Linked DNA regions of Sus scrofa: region 1 is linked to region 2. The links are chromatin contacts, called in public Hi-C maps. All regions are on one chromosome and are shown on one strand. The core of a region is the stretch at or near the end of the contact, and the rest is flanking DNA. Distances in the headings are between cores, read along the strand shown.

Region 1 (2,700 bases), core at 108-2,607, 130 kb before region 2:
TCCCAGCAATGGCCCCATGATAAACATTCACCTTATACATTCCTATAGTTCTCAAAGCACATTCACATCCATTGTCTTACACTGATACCACCCTGTTATCAGCTGGGTCATAGCAAATATCAACCCTACTGAGGCTGAAACCATCCCATTTAACAGATGAGGAAAACTGAAGCTCAGAGAAGGTGAGTAACATAGCTCCAGGGCAGTGGAATCATAAGTTGGTGGGATAGGATTCAAACCCAGGTGTCCAGCATGCTCCTTGCCTCCTCCCTGGCTCTGCGTTGGAACCTAAATAAATACATACATACGTAGAACGACTTGCCTGTGCTCTGCTCCAGAACCCTCAGGTCAGAATTTCTTTTTCTTTCTCTCTCTCTCTCTCTCTTTTTTTTTTGCCTTTTTTAGGGCCGCACCTGCGGCATACGGAAGTTCCCAGTCTAGGTGCTGAATCAGAGCTACAGCTGCTGACCTACACCACAGCCACAGCAACACGGGATCCGAGCCGCATCTGTAGCCTACACTACAGCTCACGACAATGCCGGATCCTTAACCTACTGAGCGAGGCCAGGGATCGAACCTGAATCCTCATGCATACTAATCGGGTTCATTAACCACTGAGCCACGACAGGAACTCCCAGGTCAGAATTTCTGATGGTGGGCAGCAGCAGGAGTATTTCTTTCAGTGCCCCAGTTGATATAAATGTCAGCCAGGTTGAAAAATCGCTGCCTTTGCTGGAAGAGCCAGCATGTCTGCCCCACCCAGGACAGCAGCCATCGGCTGCCAGCTACAGCTGAGGGGACAGTGGCGGGAGCACCCACCAGTGGACGAAAGGAAATCCACAAAGGGACTGCTGACCCACAGGGCACAGATCCAGCCAGTGCCCAAAGCCCTCCAGGCTCTCTCTGAGCATCCTCCAGCTTTTGCCCACAGGGGGCAGTATAACTCAGGGCTGAGCAGCATCAAGGCTCTGGAGTTTGGGGTCCCAGCCCTGGGTGGTGGAGGTCAGGGCACTTGGGGGGGCCTTTTCCTCATCCATGAAATAGAGCTAATACTAGTGCCTCATTTGTGGGTTCACAACGATTAATGAATAAAGTGCTTCAGGGGTGGCCAGACACCAGGTGATGGTGCAGCCTAGCTGCTCTGGCTGGGGGCGGGGAAGGGGGGAGTCTGTCTGCTTTAGGGGACTTGTTTTTCTTCTCCAAGGAGGAATGAAGCTCATCCCACCCCTGGGATGGGCCCCAGGTGTCCCTCTGCCTCTCCTGAGTTGCTAGATGGAAGGTCAGGAGGGAGGGGAACCAAGCAAAGCTGCCTCTGGTCCCCTCCTCCAGGATGGGAAGGATCAGGCTCCACAGACAAGGGGGAGCGCTCCTTCCCTCATGGTCCCCTGCCAAGGGGGGAGCCCCCTGGAATTTGCCAGGACTGGAGGGGCCAACAGAACCAAGCAGCAGAGCTCTCACACAGGATTTGGCTTCAGACATAGGACCCACTTCTGTGCCCCCGAGTCTTGGACAGCTCCTCGGGCCCCTCAGCAAGCAGGCCTGGATTCTCAGAGGTCACACTGTTGTGAATACACTGGCCCCCAACAGCCCCACTCCCTTTTCTGGGGGGCTGAGTGAAGGTCTCCTCCCACACAACTGGAGAGGGAGCACTCCATGGTTTCAGGGGCCAGAGGACCCCAATTTCACTGTTTCTGGGTTCCCTTCCTCTTGCAGCAGTGTCATGGGAATTGAAAAAGGAAGAAATACCAGCCCCACCCCTGCTTCCCCAAGGCCCACCCAGGGGCAGGACTGGCCAGAGCCCTAGCTGGGAGTCCCCAGATTCCTGGGGTTGTGCTAGAAGTTTCCTCCTGGGTTTAGGACTTGGAGTTCCTTTGTTCTCTTTTTTTTTTTTTTTTTTTTTTTTGTGGATTTATTTTTAATAGTCCCAAACTGGAAACATCGAAAGTGCCTATCAGTTGTTGAATGGATAAGCAAATTCCAGTCTATTCATGAATTGAAATACTACTCTGGAATTGAAATACTACCGTTTCCATAAGCCCTTCCCCCTGCCCCACCCATTTCATTCCTGTTGAGTGGACAACCCATTCTTGCCTCTCCCATTTCCCCCAGGGTCCGGGGAAAGCTGAAGAAAACGAGGCTGGTGAGCCCTGAACCTCGGGATCTCCTTCCCAGGGGGACCCCAAAAGATTCAGCCAAAAGACACACACTTTATTTGTCCTTCCTTTAATCTTAAGCAAAAGAGACACAGGGGTTCAAAAATAAAAATTTCTTTTTTCCCCCTCTCCCAAACCTCTACCCCAGCTCCGCCACTGCAGCCCCCTCCCTCCCCAGCAGGGATTCCAGGAGGGAGGGTGCGGGCATCTCCAGCTGGGCATCTCCAGCTGGGGAGGGGGGAAGGAGGGGGGGACGGGTGCCAAGCTCGGTGCTGGTCTCTTTCCAAATATAAATACGCATGTCAGAACTCCTGGAAAATCCTCCCCCACCCACCACGCAAGCACTCTCCCCGCTCTGCCTGCGTTTGAAGAGGGGTGGGGGTGGGGGGGTGCCAGGCACCGGCTGGCTGTGGTTTACTGCATCCGCTGGGTGTGTGCCCCGCGAGCCCCCTGCTGCTCGTTGTAGAAGAGATGACACTCGGGGTCCCCCCGGATGGTGGGGGCCCCCTGGATCAGCTTCCCGGTGTTGGGGTTCACGCACCAGCAC
Region 2 (2,700 bases), core at 123-2,622:
TTCTGGGAAAACGACTAGTGCAGAGAAGCGTTTTCAATCACCTCCCAATGGCACCTCAGTCTGGTTCCTATTAATTGATTGATTACTTCACTCTTTAAATCTTATAAGCTGAAAAATAAAGTTATTTTAAAATACCAGCAAGACTCTTGACAGATTTTTAGATGGAGAAGAAAGAGAGAGCTTCTAACTCAGCGCCCTCACCAACAAAATGAAAGCTTGTGGCTTGTCAGGGCTCGTTGGCAAGACGAAGGCCTCCCTAAGCCCTGGGCTCTTATTCATTTTGAAGGCTCTATCTCCCATCAAGCAAGTCCAAATGCACCCACACTGAATAAATCTCATTCATTTAATCTCTAAAGCATATTTCTAAGTTAGCTTTTGAAGTGGTTTGACTATTAGGTAACTTATTACATTCACAGTTGTTTTTTTCTTTTCTTTTTTGTCTTTTTAGGGCCACACCTGAGGCATATGGAGGTTCTCAGGCTAGGGGTTGAATTGGAGCTACAGCTGCCGGCCTACACCACAGCCACAGCAACACAGGATCCTAACCAACCGTCTGTGACCTACACCACAGCTCATGACAACGCTGGCTCCTTAACCCACTGAGCGAGACCAGGGATCGAACCTTTGTCCTCATGGATTCTAGTCGGGAATCTAGTACCACTGATCCACGACGGGAACTCCCAACATTTGCGGTTGCTTATATTCCCTGGGATTCCTGCAAAATACGAAAATCTCAACTGAAAGTTGTTTTTGTAGAAAAATTCTTTTTTAAAAAAATTTGGCCATGTCCACGGCATGCAGAAGCTCTGGACCAGGGATCAAATCTGTGCCACTGCAGTCACAATGCCAGATCCTCAACCCACCTAGCCACCAGGGAACTTCTGTTTTCATAGGAAAATTCTAAACACCAAATTTTATAGGTAATAAAGGTAACATAAGGAGAAGTTTTAATTAAGCATATGTTAACTCTGATCTTGCAATTTCCTTTGGTTATCTTCTTTTCTTCAGGAAAAAAAAAAAAGTCTCCTAATGCCTGCAAATCTAAGAGGCAATGTGAGCTAGTGGCAGCAGAGGTAGGAACCCACACCCATGACCTCTCAAAGCAAGGCATCCTCTGAGAACCCTAGTCCTCACAAGGGAAGAGAGGAACCTCCCCCCAGGGGCACGCCCACCTACACAGACGCTGCCAGACGGCCGGGACGAGGGGAGCTCAGGGGGTCTACCCCTCCCCCCCAAGCCTGCCCCACCGTTCCTGAAATAAGCTGCTGTGGAAGGGGCTGCCCCTCCCTCTTTCAGCGCCTGCCTCCCCTCCCATCCACCCTCCCGGCAACTCTATAAATCATCCAGCGTCAGCACAAACCCCCCCTTGCAAGGTTTCCCACAAAGAATTACTGTTAGGTAAAACAAATGGGGAAGGGTGGTGCTTCTTCGAGGCTGACCGGGGCACGAGGGGAAGGAAACGGAGAAGGTGAGCTAAGGGCCTCGAGCTGATATGCATACCGGATCTTTGTTTTCAGTGACAGAGCTCTAGGGCAGCCTCATTTTCGTTTCCATTTGAGGCTGGGGGTGGGGAAGGCGGAGAGCTTTGGTGCTGGGAATATACATACTGATGAAGATGAGGTCAAAACCGGAAGCAGCTGGTTGACCTGGAAGAAAAACTTTCTGGTCGTAGAGTCACAACTTCTCTTCTTTTTAGCGACCCAAAAGATGCCTGCCAGGCCAGACAAAGAATCTGAATCTGTCCTTTTTCACAGGATGTGGCAGCACAGGAACCGCTTTGTAGCTGTCCCTACTCCTATCCCTAAAAGAGCACAAAGCCAACAGAGCCACCCAATTAGATTTACATTTACTGTCCTTGCTACGCACAAGTGTCAGTGCATTATTCATTTAAAACATTTTTATCGGAGTGTAGTTGACTTACAGTGTGGGTTAGTTTTAGATGTATGCAAAGTGATTAGTTATACACATACTCATATCCATTCTTTTTCAGATTCTTTTCCCATATAGGTTACTACAGAATATTGAATAGAGTTCCCTGTGCTCTAATCTTGTTGGTTATCTGTTTTATATAGAGTAATGTGTATATGTTAATTCCAAATTCCTAATTTATCCCTCCTCACCACATTTCCCCTTTGATAACTGTAAATTTCTTTTCAAAATCTAAGAGTTTCTGTTCTGTAAATAATTTCATTTGTATCATTTTTACTAGATTCCATGTATAAATAATATCATATAATTTGTCTCTCACTTACTTCACTTGGTATGATAATCTTTAGGTCCATCCATGTTGCTGCCAATGGCATTATTTCATTCTTGTTTAAGGCTGAGTAATATTCCATTGTATATATGTACCACATCTCCTTTATCCACTCTTCTGTTGATGGACATTTAGGTTGCCTCCATGTCTTGGCTATTGTAACTAGTGCTGCAATGAACATTGGAGTGCATATATCTTTTCAAATTATGGTTTTTTTCAGGTAGATGTCCAGGAGTGGCTGGATCACAGATCATAGTGAGGAAGGGAAGGATACTCCCTAGGGAACTTGGTTCTATGGTTTGTCCTCTTCTCACCAGTGGTCAGACAATAGCTCTCTGGACTTCTCCAGAATGACCCACAATGGTGATTCCTTCCCAGTCAAGACTCTCCCCTTATTCTGTTCCTTTGGGTTACACAGTCTCCAAACTGTTCTCATCATGCTC

Evidence for each region. A called contact is a pair of places that touch in the nucleus more often than the background predicts.
Region 1: a Hi-C map of retroperitoneal adipose tissue shows a contact between it and region 2, with 4 times the contacts expected there. The contact joins two enhancer-like sites. A contact is called at or near these places in 3 of 5 promoter capture datasets (fetal liver, fetal skeletal muscle and liver), 32 of 47 Hi-C or Micro-C datasets (adipocytes, adipose tissue, alveolar macrophages and 17 more) and 2 of 2 datasets of contacts at active chromatin or transcription factors (alveolar macrophages and skeletal muscle).

The regions. Positions count from the first base shown.
Region 1 is chr15:118,850,493-118,853,192 of Sscrofa11.1, reverse strand. IGFBP2 (insulin like growth factor binding protein 2) reads right to left here. Exons shown (of 4, transcript NM_214003.1): 4 at 2,208-2,700. The coding sequence ends at 2,568. Among named protein-coding and RNA genes, the nearest start is that of IGFBP5, 26 kb to the left of the region's middle. Within about 2 kb of position 1,357, at least 9 of the 83 cell types and tissues checked have an H3K27ac peak or open chromatin away from gene starts, as enhancers often do. A contact at or near this core is called in retroperitoneal adipose tissue, where this site is marked.
Region 2 is chr15:118,722,038-118,724,737 of Sscrofa11.1, reverse strand. No RefSeq gene overlaps it. Among named protein-coding and RNA genes, the nearest start is that of RPL37A, 21 kb to the right of the region's middle. Within about 2 kb of position 1,372, at least 12 of the 83 cell types and tissues checked have an H3K27ac peak or open chromatin away from gene starts, as enhancers often do. A contact at or near this core is called in retroperitoneal adipose tissue, where this site is marked.